Regions from separate parts of the Zea mays genome. Here region 1 is linked to region 2. A link is a contact called in public Hi-C data. All regions are on one chromosome and are shown on one strand. Each heading gives the region's core, a stretch centred on a gene start, on an enhancer-like site or on the middle of the called end of the contact. The rest is flanking DNA. Distances are from core to core; before and after follow the strand shown.

Region 1 (3,568 bases), core at 706-3,205, 330 kb before region 2:
ACATTCCACCACTTTTCAAAGTTTAGGTATAAGCTTAACTCAAATTCATAGGGTGAGGGAAGGAAATTGATTCTATGTATCATCAAGCTATATTTCTACTCTATAATTTATAACACGCTCTTCGGCTTGCTCCTCTATAGTAGAAATGTAGCACATAAAGATTTCTCCCATATGGTCAACAGTAGTATACAGATATATTCCACATAAAGTCATATTAGCCTAAATGATTTGTGCTTAAATTATGATTGTTAGAATAGAATTCAATTCAAAGAATCCAAATGGGCCTCATAATCCTGGGTTGGGAATGTATTAATAGAAAAGTTAAGTGGGCCAAAGGCCATTACAATAGGGGTATACATGGAAACCCTAACAATATACTCTAACAAAGAGAAATATTTGACTCCATGAATGAAGGTATAGTGGTATACTCATTTGTGGATACTCAAGGGTGCTTCCAACTTATCAAATAAACAGATAATAATATAACCTGTGTGTTGAACCCAACCAATGCTTCTATTCACAAACCAGGACAAACCTACAATTCAATTACAATTGCAGACCAGATAGGCATACATGTTGCAGTTGAAACCAGTGTGCCCACATGTATTCTATGTGAGGATACAACGCGACGTGATAGGCTCCCTTGGATTACAGATTCTGATGTTTGATGGTTTTTATGCAGCCACATAGTGAGACGATAGAGGTAAAATTGAGAAGTTCAAAGAACATGAAGCAGGACATACAATTTCATTCATGGCTTTGATTACACAAATATTATAGCAGATCTGCAGCCGGTCTAGGGAACAACAATAATCTGGTCAAAAGTAACACGCAGCACAAATCTAAGTGCATGCCTTTCATGTGCTTCATAAGCATATCGCATGCGAAACACGTAAGGTTTTGAAAGCTAGATTTGATAGACCAGTAACCGCATGCCTTAACTACCAGTCCTATGTTGTGCTTGAGTGTTCCGGAGATAAGCAATTGTCCTGTTTTAGTATGTCATCGTCAAAGTGCTCGTCGTGCATGGAATTCTGACAAAACTAGCAACGGCAGGACACGTGTCGAAAACACACACAACACGCCAAGTCAGCAACTAATAAAGGATTTGCTCCGACACGCATGCCCTCATCTCCCTAGCAAGTTGGTATCACCTTGCCCATCTAGATGAGGACAGCATTCTCATGAACAATGCTGAACACTCGTGCCTCAGGTTTGATCGGTGCTGCATACCGAGACTGGACTTGGGGAAGTGCGCTCAAGCTTAAGACATTGCTAGAGACACGTGTGAACACTGAAAACCTTAAGGCCCAATTGATCACAACTAAAAATGGTGTCAGGACTCAGGACGAGATTCACTTGCCGCTACAATCACTACGTTGACAACTAACTACACTACAGCTGAATATACTATATCAATCATTGCCTCATTCAGTACAGTACATCCTAAACACTGCAAGCTGCACCATCGCGCTGCTACGGATGGGCAGCCGTTGAGCTGGTGCATCAAAATCTGGGACCCCTACAAGCCGCAGGCACAGAGGAAAGGCGCGGAGGAGCTCACCTGGCGAGCGCCCTGGAGAGCTCGTCGGCCGGGACGAGCGCGTAGCTGCGCCCGCCTCCGTTCCCGCCACCGGCGCGGCACTCCCCGCGCTCGAGGCGCAGGACGAGATCCGGGTGCAGCAAGCTGTGAAGCAGCCTGAGGCCGTAGTAGGAGGGCGACGCGGCGGCGGTGGCCGCGTACTGCACCCCGCCCGCCGCCTCCTCCTCCCGCACCCGCGCCCACCACCTGCACGTCCACCGTACCGCATTGTCAAATCAGGAACGCCAGCTCCCACCGAGCGAGTGGGAGTGGCGCACGGGGAGGGGGGAAGGGAAGTTACCTGAACGGGACGAGGCAGACGGCGGCGGGGGAGGAGGAGGCGGCGGCGAGAGCGTCGCGGCCGGAGGTGGAGGCGGAAGCCGGGTGGGAAGCGGTGGCGGCGGTGGCCATGGACCGCCGCGCGCGAGATGAGATCTGGGTCGGGTCTCGGGGAGGTGGATGGGTGGCGCACGCGAGTGAGCTGTCGTCGGGTCCTCCCGCAGGGCGAGCCGCTTGTCGCTTTTGTTTTTCTTCTGGGAGGACGCGGCGGAATTCCTTACGCCCCTCGGATTTGTAAAAGGCACGCCGCCGCGGTGGCGCTGTGGCCTGTGGAGGAGATGCGAGGGAGATGCCCAGACGGGGAATGTGAGGTGAGAGGGACTGCGCCTTGCCAACGGCTGCTTCCTGGCTGCTTCGGTTGCTTCCTTCCCTGTCTGTGTAAGCTTCGCTTTGCCTGCCAGGAGCTAGCTGTGCAAAAGTTTTACCCTGATACTCAGTTTGGATGTTGATATTAGAAGGTATAAAATTAAATTAAGTTTAATACTAAGGGACTGTTTGGTTCGTGACTAAATGTGTCACACTTTGTCTAAAGTTAGTCGTCCGAATTGAATAACTAAATTTAAGCAGAAAAGTTAGTTAAAGTGTGGCAAGTTAGGCAGTGAACCAAACATGGTCTAAATCAGTCATGGTATTGAAATGAGATGTAATTCCAATTCTATTGTTTGGATGTCACTGAATTGGAGTTTAGAATTGTGTGGTCCAATTCCACGTAATACAAAAGGGTGATGCTCTATATTGTGAGATAGAGTTTTTAGTTATAGTCCAATTTAAAGGAATTGGGTCTCTTATTCTAAATTTTAATTCCATGTGAAACAATATAATTCTGGAAAGTTAATTCCAATTTCTAATTTCGTGCTCCAATATCTACATCCAAACAGGGTATAAATTCCGACCCTAAAGCGTCAGTTCTAATAATATAAAAAAAGAATTTAATTGTATTAAAACAAGTGTTTAAAGTAAATCAAGGGTTACAAATATAATGATATTTTTTAAGGTAGAAAAGAGTCAGCACTCTTCATTAGTTCTTATTTGAGCCCTTATTCAAGGGTGTGGCTCCCACTTGATCTTATTCGAGCCCTTATGCATCGGATAGCTTCTACCTTCTCTCGGTTAGCTTTGATCCCTCGGTCCAAGACCATGAAACCGAAGAGTTTTTCTTTGGGAACCCCGAAGACGCACTTCTCGAGGTTTAGCTTGATTTTGAATCTTCATAGGTTGGCGAGCATCTCCTCCAGATCAGCGATGAGATCATCAAACTTCTTGGTCTTCACAACAATGTCATTGACGTAAACCTCTATGTTGCGTCTGACTTGTTCGACGAAGCACTGGAGCATGCACCGCTGGTACATGGCTCCGGTGTTCTTCAATCCAAATGGCATGGAGACATAGCAGAATGTTCTGAAGGGGATGATGAAGGTGGTGGCGTGTTGATCTTCCTCATTTATGGAAATTTGGTGGTAGCTTGAGTAGGCATCCAAAAAAGAGAGGAGTTCGCACCTGTCGGCGGAGTCAACAACCTAGTCGATGCACGGGAGAGGGAAAGGATCCTTGGGGCATGCCATGTTGAGCCCGATGTAATCGACGCACATCCTCCAGCTTCCATTCTTCTTTTTAACAAGCATAGGGTTTGCAACCACACTGGGTGGT
Region 2 (3,462 bases), core at 906-3,405:
TTCAACAATTTTGATTCCTATATGTTTTTGTATATATACATGAAGATGTAGGGCCGGCGTCTGCCTCAAAAATCAGTCCCACACGGCCCTCTACTGCTCTAATAATGAACAAATTACTGTACTACGTACACGGTAAATAATCGAGTTGCCACGTCACTATCTAGCTAGCTACTGTATTGTGTGTGTATATCAGTGTATGTACGTGAGTTGGTCGAGTTCGTGATCGACGAGGTAGCCGCAGCACGGCACGGCACCACTAGGCCTGCCGCTGCAGCTCCTTGCCGGCGATGAACGTGCCGTGCAACCCGTACGGGACGCGGCCCGGCAGCTTGACGGCGGCCTCGGCCCGCATGTCGCGGGCGTTGACGACGAGCATTTCCGACGCACCGCGGGCCTCGTCGTGCACGTAGCACAGCACGTAGCCGTCGTCCTCCGCGGCGCCCGCGGGGGCGTCGGGGCGCGGCACGAAGCAGGGCTCGCCGCCGTACCGGCCGTCGCCGTAGATGAACTTGTCGACGGTGCCGGCCTCGAGGTCCACCTTGGCGAAGCCCGACACCTTGGGCCACGGCTCGGCGATGGCGAGGTAGGCGTAGCGCGTCCTCCTGCCCAGCAGCTGCCGGTTCACCATGCCGGCCTCCAGGTTCACCTGGTCGGCGTCGCTCAGGACCGCGCGCCGCGAGGACGTGCCGGTGCGCGGGTCCAGCCGGATCTCCGACAGCACGCTGCGGAAGCTCTCCTCGCCGGCGGCGGACTCGTTGAACACGGCGTCCGCGGGGGTCATGCAGGACCCGATCACCACGACCTCGCCCGTGGCCTCGTCCTCCCACGCGTTCCAGAGGTGGAAGCAGAAGCAGTCGGGGACGTCCACCCACCGCAGCCGCGACGCGTCGGTGGCGCGCTTCGGCAGCACCCCGAACCGCGCGGTCTTGTTCCTGTCGTACACCACGGGGGAGCCGCCCAGCACCATCTCCTGGAGCTTGAACACGATCTGCTGGTCCGGGATGATGGCGTGGTTCTCGGTGACGGCGAAGTCGTGCATCATGGTGGGCGCGTCCACGGGGATCTCGACGTCGGGGGACTTGCGGCCGTCGGCGGTGAAGTAGAAGTACTTGAGGAACGGCTTGGACACGACATTGTAGCTGAGCGCGAAGAGCTCGCCGGTGGCCGGGTCCAGCTTGGGGTGCGCGATCATGGCGGTGTCGAGCTGGCCGCCGAAGTCGTAGCGCCCGGCGGTCTCGAGGTCGCCGTCGGCGGTGACGCGCACGTGGTAGGGGAGGTCGTCCTCCGACATGGCGAGGAGGCGGTTGTTGTGGTACACCAGGCCGGCGTTGGCGACCCCGATCCCCTGGGACGCGTCGAGCACGCCGCAGAGGGAGCGGGCGCCGAAGAGGAGCAGGCGCGCCACGCCCGAGTGGCCGTGCAGCTCGCCGATGGCCTTGGGGAACACGGCCCTGCCGATGGCGCGCTCCTGCCTGAGCCGCGCCGTCTCCGTGAACCGGCACGCGTACGACTCGGCGCGGCCCCCGCGGAGCCGCACGGCGTGCAGCATGCCGTCGCCGTCGAAGAGGTGGTGCCCCGCGCGCGGCGCGTGGAGCGGGTTGGCGCCGTTGCGGACGTACACGCCGTCGAGGCACGCCGGGACGCGGCCGGACACGGGCAGCTCGCCGGTGGGCGGGCGCTCCCCGACGGGCGCGTAGTTGCCGGCGATCTGGACGGCCGGGTCGGCGGTCCGTGGCAGCGGGTGCGCGCGCTCGAGGACGCCCGCGACGAGCCCCTCCTCCAGCGCGTCGAGCGCCGCCGCGGCGAGCCGCTGGAGCGGGTTCCACTTGGGAGCGGCGGCGCGCATTGGCCGCGCGGGGACCGGGGTCCTGGTCTTGCCGGTGCTGGGGTTGAACTGGGACGGCTTCTTGGGTCTGCCCGAAGCCGGCGCGGTGGCCGGAGCCGCCGGTGGAGCTGGAGCAGAGATGGAGGACGCCATTGCAGCGGAAACTAATCAGTCAGAGAGCTGGGGGTTGTGGCCCGGCCCGGTGATCAACGGAGCCAGCTGATCGAGCGGGAGCAGAAAGGCTAGCTTTGTGGCGTTTGCGCGCTGGCCTGTGTGGATGGTGAGACTTGGAGTGAGGGAGAGAAGAGCGAGCTGGGGTTGGGTTTTCGGTGTGGTGGATTCGGGTTCGGGGCGGGATTTATAGGAGGCGCTGGGGTGGGGGAGTGGGTGGTGCAGTCAAACGGGGGAGGAGGCCGACGACGTGGCGGGAGCTGAGGGCGGGACGGGGACGCGCCGCGTGCACTGCAGCCGTGTCTGTGGCTGTCCTCTTCTTGTCCGGGTGTTCTAGAGAGATGGATGGTTCGGTCGTAGTGCTTGCGGGCTGTGCGTGCCCATGGCTGCATGTCCGTCCGCTGCCCCCACCTCTGCCAATTCGCAATTGCACTCAACTGTCTCATCGTCCCACCGCTAAAGCATGACCCATCTGTATGTACCAGATTCACGCCCATGGAGTTCACTTTTTTCTCTCCTTTGACTCTAAAAAAAAAACTTTGCACGCACTTAAATTTTCGACCAAAAATTTACAATAATGCATGGTTCTCTTCTCTTGTCAACATATATCGTCTTGTTGCTAAGAAGACAATATATGGCGGCGGCGGCAGCGGCTCTGGTGGTGATTATGGCTATGTTGTGCCTCATCAACTTAATCGTGTTCTCTGACATAAGGTTCTGGTTTATAATAATAAACCCGCTTCATGGAGTTATATTGTGCTACAGCATGTCGGAAATTCCTTGGAGACCCAAAATCGTTAACGCCCCGTTTGGATCATTGGAATTGAATTCCATTCTAGTAACGCCCCGTTTGGATCAACGAAATTGAATTTCATTCTAACAATAGTAATTTATGCATATATCAATTAAGCTAATTCAGTTTTATGCAAAATATATTTGTATACTATTATTAGCAAGATATCAAAGATATTTATGTGGTATATTTTTAATATAGAGGAGTGAGACGAAGAGTGTCATGTAAGTTACAAAGTAGAAACAAATTCTACTAATGCATAAAATCATTTCCTATCCTCCACCCTATGAAATTGAGATAGGCTTATATCTGAACTTTGGAAAGTGGTGGAATGTCAAATTCCAAACTAAATAAGTTACTTTATTGAGTGAATTCTAATTCCTTTAAAATAAAGGGATCCAAACACCCCGAATAGTATTTAGCCATATATCAATTAAGCCAATTCAGTTCTATGTAAAATATATTTGTATACTATTATTACCAAGATGTCGGAGATATTTATGTGCTACATTTTTATTGTAGAGGAGTTAGACGAAGAGTGTCATGTAAGTTACAGAGTAGAAACAAATTCTACTAATGCATAAAATCATTTCTCATCCTCCACCCCATGAATTTGAGATAGGCTTATATCTAAACTTTGGAAAATGGTGGAATGTCAAATACAAACTAAATA

What was found. Hi-C and Micro-C count contacts between places; a contact is called where the count stands out from the background.
Region 1: a contact with region 2 is called in a Hi-C map of leaf mesophyll, with 4 times the contacts expected there. The contact joins the promoter of LOC100384307 here to the promoter of LOC100281391 in region 2. A contact is called at or near these places in 3 of 25 Hi-C or Micro-C datasets (bundle sheath, endosperm and leaf mesophyll).

What each region holds. Positions count from the first base shown.
Region 1 is chr7:6,575,352-6,578,919 of Zm-B73-REFERENCE-NAM-5.0, reverse strand. LOC100384307 reads right to left here and starts at 1,955. Exons shown (of 12, transcript NM_001398815.1): 1 at 1,884-1,955; 2 at 1,565-1,789.
Region 2 is chr7:6,244,247-6,247,708 of Zm-B73-REFERENCE-NAM-5.0, reverse strand. LOC100281391 reads right to left here and starts at 2,155. Exons shown (of 1, transcript NM_001154309.2): 1 at 1-2,155. The coding sequence starts at 1,978. The coding sequence ends at 257.